2 separate regions of the Danio rerio genome follow, and region 2 is linked to region 1. Evidence: chromatin contacts called from public Micro-C data. All regions are on one chromosome and are shown on one strand. Each heading gives the region's core, a stretch centred on a gene start, on an enhancer-like site or on the middle of the called end of the contact. The rest is flanking DNA. Distances are from core to core; before and after follow the strand shown. Region 1 holds the start of mhc1laa (major histocompatibility complex class I LAA). Region 2 holds the start of rsph14 (radial spoke head 14 homolog).

Evidence for each region. Hi-C and Micro-C count contacts between places; a contact is called where the count stands out from the background.
Region 2: a contact with region 1 is called in a Micro-C map of caudal fin, with 8 times the contacts expected there. The contact joins the promoter of rsph14 here to the promoter of mhc1laa in region 1. A contact is called at or near these places in 2 of 18 Hi-C or Micro-C datasets (caudal fin and an unstated tissue) and 1 of 4 datasets of contacts at active chromatin or transcription factors (caudal fin).

What each region holds. Positions count from the first base shown.
Region 1 is chr8:54,132,228-54,137,426 of GRCz12tu, reverse strand. mhc1laa (major histocompatibility complex class I LAA) reads right to left here and starts at 2,689. Exons shown (of 7, transcript NM_001017904.2): 1 at 2,507-2,689; 2 at 825-1,082; 3 at 436-714. The coding sequence starts at 1,068.
Region 2 is chr8:54,273,848-54,279,046 of GRCz12tu, reverse strand. rsph14 (radial spoke head 14 homolog) reads left to right here and starts at 2,033. Exons shown (of 7, transcript NM_001327866.1): 1 at 2,033-2,083; 2 at 4,413-4,628; 3 at 4,788-4,890. The coding sequence starts at 4,430.

The DNA of each region.
Region 1 (5,199 bases), core at 1,440-3,939:
GCAGGTTAGGGTAATTAGGCAAGTTGTTGTATAATGATCGTTTGTTCTGTAGACTATCTAAAAAATATAGCTTAAAGGTACTAATAATTTTATCTTTAAAATGGCTTTTAAAAAAATTTAAATCTGCTTTTATTCTAACCGAAATAAAACAAATAAGACTTTCTCCAGAAGAAAAAATATTATCAGACATACTGTGAAAATTTCCTTGCTCTGTTAAACAACAATTGAAATATTTGGGGAAATATTTAAAAAAGAAAAAAAATCAAAAGGGGGGCTAAAAATTCAGACTTGAACTGTGTGTGTGTGTGTCTATACATATATATATATATATATATATATGTTAAAGGTGTGTGAAAAGATTCTGGTGTGACTATATAAGTCTATTATGCTTCATCATTTGAATTATACTTGAGTTGATCTGGGTGTTTCTTTTACCTTTTCTCATCACATTCTTCTTTTCCATATTCAGGTACCTTCGCAAAGTTTTGATGCAAATAGGATGATACACATTGTCGTACATGAAGTTTTCATGAAGCCTCTTGAGTTGGTCCCATGTTATCACCCATGGCATTTTGACCTGAATAGTATGTTTTTCGGTGTCAAAAATAAACTCTTCCATATTTTGTCCACCAAAAGCATCCCAGTAATGAAGTGGACCAGTTTTTTCATTGTTTAACAACTCACAGCCAACGAGTCTCTGATGCACATGTACACCTTTAAATCGAAAAAAAAAAAGAAAATAAATGATTACTTATACTGTATTATGTCATTGTACATCTCTCACTGTTTTGTGATAATTCTCATATTAAGTCAATAACACTTACCATCAGTGTGATTTTGGTGATCTTTTAGATAAAAGGCTCGATCTTTCATGTCATAAAACATATCTCGAAACACAATACCAGCATCACTTTGTTCTTCATCGTAATATTTTGAATCACTGCCAGAGCGATAGATCGTTTTCCAGCCGATTGAGTCATAATATGCTAGCTGCAGGTCATCCAACATCACCACAACACTGAACTCAGGAAATGGTGTCTGTCCAACTATGTATGTTGCCAAAGCCATCAGTGAGTGAGAGCCTGTGAAAACACAAATGCTTTAACACAAGCCTGTGAAAACACAAATGCATGCTTTATAAGCTAAGGTTTAAAAAAAAAATTATAAAAAAGCATGACTGTACATAGTATGATTTAATATTTTTGCAAAAATCTGACAGCGTGACAGCATTAGAACCCAGAGCATAGTTTCATGCATAGGCACTATGCATAGGATGATAATTATTTTCAAGGTATACCGCGGTTTGGAAAAGAGAAGGTTTTAAAACCGCCAAATTTTTCAGCTATATCGTTTCTACAGTATATATAGGATTTAAAAAAAAATTTTTTTAGGACAACAGTAACTCTAGCAGAAATGACATCTAAAGATGGCGTTTTAAATTGTAAGAAAATTTGTGTTTTTGAAACTAATGAAAACAGCAAAAGATAATGATTTATATGAATTAATTAGCCTGATGTTTACATTTAATATATATTTTAAATGCTTCTCAAACTAAAATATTGTGTGTTCAAAGTGCGGAAAGTTTTAGTTTTTTACCCAGACATTTAAAAAGAATATATTTTAGAACAGTAATTACAATACCATGAAACCATGATTTTTTATTTTTTTATCCAAGGTTATGATACTGTGAGAATTTTATACCAGCCCATGCCTAATCACACAACACCTGTCATAATTTTACGATCATGAAGAATCTCAACTTTATGTTTTCTACTGACAATAAGGCCCATTTTACTTCATGAATATGAATTCGGAAACACTCTTGAGAAACAAAAATGTTTTTTTTTTTTTTGAAAGTTCTGTCAAACAAATTATAAGCAGTTAAAAAATCATAAACAACAACAAAAACAGCTTTATATGATGTGGGATACTCTATATTGTATTGATGTAAGGTTGATTTTATATTCACGCATTAATACTTTCTATTTAATAATATAATGCCAGAAACGCAATCTTTGCAATTTATAAATAGACAAAACATTAATTGACGTAAAGTTGGTTTTATATTCGCACATTCGTTCAATGACAACTTGTGACATGCTCCCTATAGTGTTTACCATGATACTTTGAATATTTAGTCTGAAACCAGATGTAAGTATGACTTCAAAACAACATTAGCCCTATTTATTTGACTGTGAACAATGTTGAACTTTTATATTCATTAGCTGCCATAATGTTTTGTGTCGACTATTTATAAACTTTGAAGACTGCTTTTCTGAAATGATATTAAGGAGAAAGTCAGAATGTGAAAATAAACAGCTTTACCTCAGTTATATCAATACTATTAAACACAATAGGTTATAACCATTATTTATAAGTGAAGCATTCAACATAACTAAAAAAAACTCACCAAAAACAAACGCAAAATAAGATAGCATTGCGTGATGAAATAACAGACTTCACCGTGCACACTGCACAACATATGGATGATAGTTAGTAAACTTACCGGCATTAACGACGCCAATAAATGGCAACAAACAAACAAAACAAAACATTCTCAAAAACATTCAATCCATGTGGATTAAAAAATAGTAAAACGGCGCATGTGTGTTTCCAAAAGCATCATCTTATACTTAGTTGTCTTCGTTGTCTGCTCAGCTGTATGTTGTTGTTCTTCTTGGTTTCTAGTATTGTACACTGCACTGGTGAGTTGCATACAGTACTGCCACCTACTGCGTGTGTCGTGATTTGCTGCTTAGAAAAGCAGTACAGGTCAATTTCCCCTTCTTGTTTGGACTATAAAAATCCAAATGAAGTAAATTCAGCCTCAAAATATGACCTGCAAGTTTCATTAATGACAGTTGGTGGGTATTAGACTGGTGGGGTTAACTCACAATGCATTCTTCTTTCAATGGGCAAAGGTCTTTACTGGTCTCAAGGATTATGTTTCATAGTGTGCTTTGTCTCAAAAGGAAAGCTGAACAGACTTTTGTCAGATTTCATAAACAGTGTCAGGTGAAGAAAATATCATGTAGGAAATGTCAGCAACTCTTTACAATAACAGTACATGAATGATGTATTAATATGTAAACTAAACATTATTTATTATGTACTAATGAAGAGTTAGGGCATGTGCTAAAAATGTGCTAATCAGCTAACATTACAACATGAGTCACATGACTTCATGTGTGAATAATGGCTACTTTAATTACTTGTTAGTACAAGTTGTCAATTAATGTGATTATTAACTTTAAGTTTAAGCTAAATGTAACCAACATGAACTCACGAGCTGTTCATGTATCTGACTTGGAGGGGCACATCGCCATTAACTCATCCTAACCACTCCTGAATGCCTGTTCAGACTGTTGATGTTGATAGCACACTTTTCTATTGTTATTCAGCAAAGGCTAAACACATTACATCAGAGATGCCCAAACTAGGGCCCGCGGGCCAAAGCTGGCCAATGATAACCTTTTATTTGGTACACCATCCCATCTGAGAAGAGAGGGAGAATGGTTGACGATGGTTTAGGGACTGTAATTTCTAATATACTGTAATGTAACCTTTTTGTTTGTTTGTTTGGTTGGTTGGTTGGTTGTTTTTTTTATTGCTAAGCTACAAATACTAACTGAAAATAAATATTTCGATTAAATGTTGTAAATAAATCAGATTTTTAAAATGTACTTACATGTCACCTGACAGACATCAGTGACCAAATATGCAAAGGCAGATACTGATTGACCAGTGAACTCAGCATTGAACTCTGCTGTTGTTTATGTTTATGTAAATTGTTTGTTTTTTATTGTAATAAGGTATAATTCATAAATTGTACTGTATTAGTTAATACTATTTAAAGAAATGTTTTTATTATTATAAGTATTTTATTATTTTAGTATTATGTTTAATTCATTCATTAATTTTCTTTTCGGGTAAGTCCCATTATTAATTTGATGTCGCCACAGCGGAATAAACTGCCAACTTATCCAGCACATGTTTCACGCAACAGATGTTTTACTACAAACCAGTACTGGGAAACATTTATACATAAATAGATGAACGATATTTGTTTTTTGGCCCTTCATACGTAAAAGTTTGGGCACCTCTGTACTATGGCCATACAAGAAGTTCGTGAGCAGTTAAAAATGGGTTAATGATGATGTGCCCCTCCAAGTAAAGTCTCAACATACTTATACATTAACATTTTATGAGTTCATGATGGTTTAATTAAGCATAAACTAATGAGGTAATTAAAACATTAATTAACAAAAAACATGTTTTAACAAGTAATTAAGGTAGCTGTTATTCACACATGAACTCGTGTGACTCATGCTGTAGTTAAAGTTAGTTGATGATTAGAGCATGCATTAACTCATTATTAGCCCATAGTGTTATTGTAAAGTGTTACCTAAATGTCCTTTAGTTGTCCTGTTTGCCAGGTTTGTCCAATGACACTGCAAGAACAAGAGACATACCATTGTATTCAACATAACAAACTATTTGTAAAAAGCAATAGTTTAATGCTTTATCTCCTTAAGCTTTGCAACATATTTAGATTTTTTTAAAGAATCTAAATTCAAGACAGCCATGCTCACAAACGTTATGCACTCACAAATACATTAATAAAAGTTTTCTTATTTTACAGAAAACTCTTTACGTGCGGAATATTTGATATTTTTATTGTTTTCTTTTCATAATTGTATCATAAACACATGAACACACAGATTCTTTATTTGAGAGTTAGTTAGGATCTGAAATGTTTTTTTTTTTTGCCTTTAAAAACAACAATTTGGCCAAACTCAATCCAAATATAATCTTGCACAAGCTGACTGAGACATGTCAAATATACAGTGAATCAAATACAAATCAATAAAATTAGACAAAACAACAACAACAACAAAAAACATACAAATAAACAAACAAACAACAACAGAAAAAAATTTACAAAATAACTTAACAAAAAAAAAAAAAAAAGAACAAAATACCGTGCAGAAATCAAACAGAAACTCTGTAAGGGTTAAATAAAACCATATTCTAGAAACAAATCATACAATTGTTTAGCCTTCTCACCTTTCATTATTTCTAAAGATTCTACATAGAAGATATTTGAACACAATTGGGCAGCTGTTTTCAAAATCTTGCATTTGTGGATGAAGAATTGAAGTAAAATTATTAAATAAGTTACAGTTAAGTCATCATCTT
Region 2 (5,199 bases), core at 784-3,283, 140 kb before region 1:
CTTCCGGTGCGCGACTTGCTTTACGTTCTTGAAACCGAAATTAGGCACCGAAATTCATATGCTGATTTGATCCGGTGCATACCGGTTCCAAAGGTACCGCACCGAGTTTAGGTACCCAACCCTACTTTTGACGCTCATAAATTATCATAAAAGTCCTCGTGCTGCAGGTATTAGGAGGTTTCCTGAAAGTGCAGCTGATGTGCAGCAAGGGGTTTGCATCTTTAATAAACTATGACAGTTTGCGTTCGTTGAATATTAAGAATGATTAATAAAACCATATGAAACATAACATATGACATTTTCAGTTTCGGGCTCAGGCGCGCTTTGCACTCACACTATAAGCATATCACGCCAAAGCTCAAGTGAACCGCGCTCTGACACACCTCTTCCAACCGGGCCAGGGCCGGCCAACTGCACTGTGCCTGAGCCCAATTCAGAGCACTCACACTTCTAAAACGAATCGGGAAACGCACCTGGGCACGGTTCAGATAGCATAGTGTGAGTGTGCCCTGAGTGTGCACTTTGTATGCGCTCAAGATGCAATCTGAGTACTCAGTCATACTTTGGTAAACAATGCACAAGTTTCCTCCGTTCGAACTGGTGATGTTTTTTGTAATGTCTTCTAAATGCCAGTCCTTGTCTTGCCAAATATAATGTGATGTCCATTAAGCAAAACAGGATTTCTCTGTTCTTCTGCCTTTCTTTTTCATTTTAACTTACATTCTGCAGCCTGAGCTTTAAAGGGTCATGATACCCATAAAAGGGAATTTTCACACCTCTGATTCGAAAAATGCATGTAAAGAGAGAAGGGTTTGCATAAAAAAGGGAGTTTCATAACGTGCACAAAAACAGTTTGCACATCAACATATGCTAAGAAGATGGAGAGTGATTCTGGACCAGCATTTACTTTTTTCGCCCCTCAAGAGAATCCCCTGACTCTCATTATTGTGATTATATATTACTGTGTAATTACCATCTGTCAAATTGCACTTATAAAATGTGTATTGTGTTATATTGTTGCACACAATATTATAGTTATATTATTGCAAACTACTTTATAACTATGACTTGTCAATTGTCTTAAAAAATTGAAAGAGTACTTTTGACGATAGCCATCTGAATAAACAAAGTGGTCCATGTTTAAGCACACACGTATACACACTTAGATGCTATATATAGACGCTTTATATTAGGTTATTAATTAATTAATAATTTGTTACAATTTATTGTTTAAATACATGTTTTTACATTGCACTTATAACATATTAAATACCTGCATGTAATTACATCTGTAAATAATTTCTGTAATTAGATTTGTAATTACACAGACTGTTGACCTTCCCTTACACTTTAATATGTTCAATGAATATTACACCATGTGAAATGTATTTTTTACGAATTAATTTACGAATATGAACTTTTAAAAAGATTACTAATAACCACAGCTCTCAGTATTTTTCTGTAAAACCAAGAAAAAGAGCAGCAAAATACTGTAAAACATTTGAGTGTCACCATTGTGAAGGATAATAGCAATACGATTTTTTTAACAGGGCAAATAAAATAATGAAAATATTTAAGATTGACATTGACTTGAAATGTGTGTTTTGTAAAATATGATTAAGTATTGTCATACTTTTGTTGCCTGAAATGTACTAAATTTATATATATATATATATATATATATATATATATATATATATATATATATATATATATATATATATATATATATATATATATATATATATATATATGAATAAATGATGAACCTTTTAAAAACAAAATTATCTTATTTTGTTTATTGTGTTTGCAATATCGCATTCATAAATGTAAATTTTTTTGTGCAATTTAAGCTTAAACTTTTGTCATTTATTTAATGAATTGGAGGGTGCTATGCTAAAGCTTAAAATATTATGGACGGCTTTCATTTATTTTTTAAATTAAACATTATTTTCAATACCCCGTTTTATATAGGCTTAATAAAAACTTTACGCTACTCCCTGTGAATTAGGGTAATTCCGTAGTTACCACAGCAACCTAACTATAAACGGAAGAGGACGGTACAGCAGCGAACGTTTAAAAGGTAACCTAACCACTTAATGTTGTCTTGAACAGTTCATTGATCTGCAAATATGTAACTTACTATACACATTCAATGATAGTAAGGAAATACGTAGATTATAAATTAGACATAATTAATTAGCTATATGCATGCTCTTTCTCAATTGTCGTAATAGCCTAATGTCAGATATATTGGGATGAAGCAGAATATCAAACCAGGGTTGAAGTGAGAAACACATCACCGTAGCGTTTTACAGAATATTTTTTTAGAGAACTTGACATTTCCTCCCAAAATCCTGCGATCAAATGGACTGGCTCCTCTTTGAGACGTGTAACGTAATTATTTTCACTAAGATCTTATTGGATCTAACGTTACAGGTGACCGTAGTGTTGTTTTTTCTCGTCATTTTGGTTTTGGATCTTTACCAGAGGACATAGACATGTTTTGATTCATTAAGCTTAAAATGTAAGGTTATCAACTTCGTGAAAATTGATATTGTGGTTAAAGATTTCATCGGCCCTAGGATGTTTATGTTGTAAACCTTATTTCATCTTTTGCTGTTTTATGTTCTGCATTAGTGTTAACACCTGGCAATGGACCTGCTGATAATCTGGCAAAGCATGTGCATACAATGTAGCCTAAACATTAATGTTAAAGGGTTGAATGTTAAAAATGAAAATGACCTCATACTTTTTTCTTCTCATGTGGTTAAAAACCTTTAGGAGTTTCTTCTGTTGAACACAAAATAAACATTTTTGAAGGGTGCTGGTTGCTGGGACACATTGACTTCCATTGTAGGAAAAAAAGTTGAAAAGAAAGCAAAGAGCAGAGAATTACCAAGAAGCGGCAATATGTTGCTATTTGGTAAACAGCCACCAGATGCCGCTAGTGTCACGCGGCGGCCATATGGGTTAAAATATTACAGTGCTCTCAGCATAAATTAGTGACATTTTTAACAGTATCTCAATGTAAACAAAAGTAGTTTTAAAAATGTTGAATAAACTAACACATGTTGAACTTATAGCAAGTAAGGTTAACAAAATAACCAAAAAATAACTTTTTTTTTTTACTTTTTTTTTTTTAGCTTTATTCAAATTAGGGTGATGCAAAAATGTGTGTAGCTACCCCACAACCAAAACTACTTTATCTAGTCGTTCGTGTCGCCTCTATAATTTTTAATGATAGCACCAAGACTTCTAGGCATGGAATTACTCTTTGTAAACATTTCACAACATCTATCTTTTCCAATTTTTAAAAATGACCCCTCTTTTAGAGTTGCTCAACTTAATGTGTCATCAGATTTCAGATTTTCTATATTATAATAATATAACATATTAACATAGGTATATGTGATGTATATGTGTGCATATCTACACATGCATGCATGTGTGCAACTTGAGGTAGCCTATATTATAAATTTATGTGTCAAAATTCAATAATTTCGGAGAAAGTGGCTTTTTACATAACATATTCCTTTATAAGTCCTTTTTAAACAGACAACACTGGGGAAAAATACTATATACTATTATAACTTATTAGCTAATACTACAACAAAAAGTGCATGTTCAGTCTGTTATCAGTGTCTCATTTTGAAAGTTATGTTAATTCAATTTAACATGTCAGTCTTCATTTGTATTATGCCAGTGCGTAAACTATTAAATTAAATTAATTTAAAGTAATTTCACCTAAAGTGACAGTTCAATAAAACAAGGATTGTAAAATATCTCATACATTCATTCATTTTCTTGTCGGCTTAGTCCCTTTATTAATTCGGGGTCGCCACAGCGGAATGAACCGCCAACTTATCCAGTAAGTTTTTACGCTGCTGATGCCCTTCCAGCCACAACCCATCTCTAGGAAATGTAAAATATCTGTAAAATAATATTGAACATTAAGTCTGTAAATTAAACTTGTGATTGTAAGTGTTGTATTGTCATCTTTCAGGTAGTATTTCAGCTTTAATGCACTTTTTAGTAAAAACAAATAATAAACAAAGCAATTTCTTGTCATCATGACAGCAATAAGATTCCACAGACAGCCGATCCCTTTCACATCAAAATCTCAGAATTGCGGGACTGTTGCTGGTTGCTATTGTTACAATGGGACGTTCTATTGAGTGTCACCACTTGGTAACTCTAAGCTCTTTGTAGAAAGTTAATAGGTCACAGCAACCAGCATTTTTTAAAATATGTTGTTTGGTTAACAAAAGAAAGAATGTAAATAAATGAAGAGTGAACTATTCCTTTACATTTTTACTGGGTCTCTTTCAAAAAAGGAAAACTAATGTCATTAAACTATTAAATAATCAACTTGTGTTGGCTAATCACATTTAATGTACTCACATTTGAAGCATTCAAGGACTTGAAGATGGCAAGTCCACAAACAACCGAACAGCCCCCACCGCATATTGACCCAACACAAGCACCGATCGCTTTTGGTAACTTGGCGCTTCCTAAGCTGCTTGTGGAGCTGCAGGACGATGATTTGTTTACCCGTCAGAAGGCACTCACTGCACTATGTGACCTTCTTCATGATCCTGAGAGGGCATACGAAGCCATTTTCAGTGGTATGCACATCTTTTATAATATTTTGTAAAACAAAGTTATATACTATATATGGAATCAATGATTGCAATTACACATTTAGAATTTTGTAAATGTACTTTTAATAAAGTACATTTTAATGTAATTATGATGACAGCAACTATTGTTTCTTTGCTTTTTAGAGTGCTTGGAAATACTTAAAGTTTTGCTGCAAGATGAGGATAGCTTAATCAGGGTCAAAACTACTGAAGTGCTTTATGTGCTTGCTTCACACAGTATGGGAAGGTGAGTCCTACAAAAACTAAAAAGATCTGCATTTCTATTTTGTAGCATTTAGCATAAAAATGTGCTTAGGCTCCTTGTTAGCCTACTATGTATTTTGCAAAAAGGAAATACGCAACCCTTTAAGTCAGGTTATTACTAAGTACTCGTTTATGTCTGATAATCAACAGATTGCGAACTCGCCAGATGACCAATCAGTCCCAAGGCCCACATGATATCTGCTCACACAGAACCACAAATATTTTAATGTTTTAAAATGGAAGTGAAGCAGTCAGCTAAGATTACATTATTTTGTAAATAGTTTTCTACTTT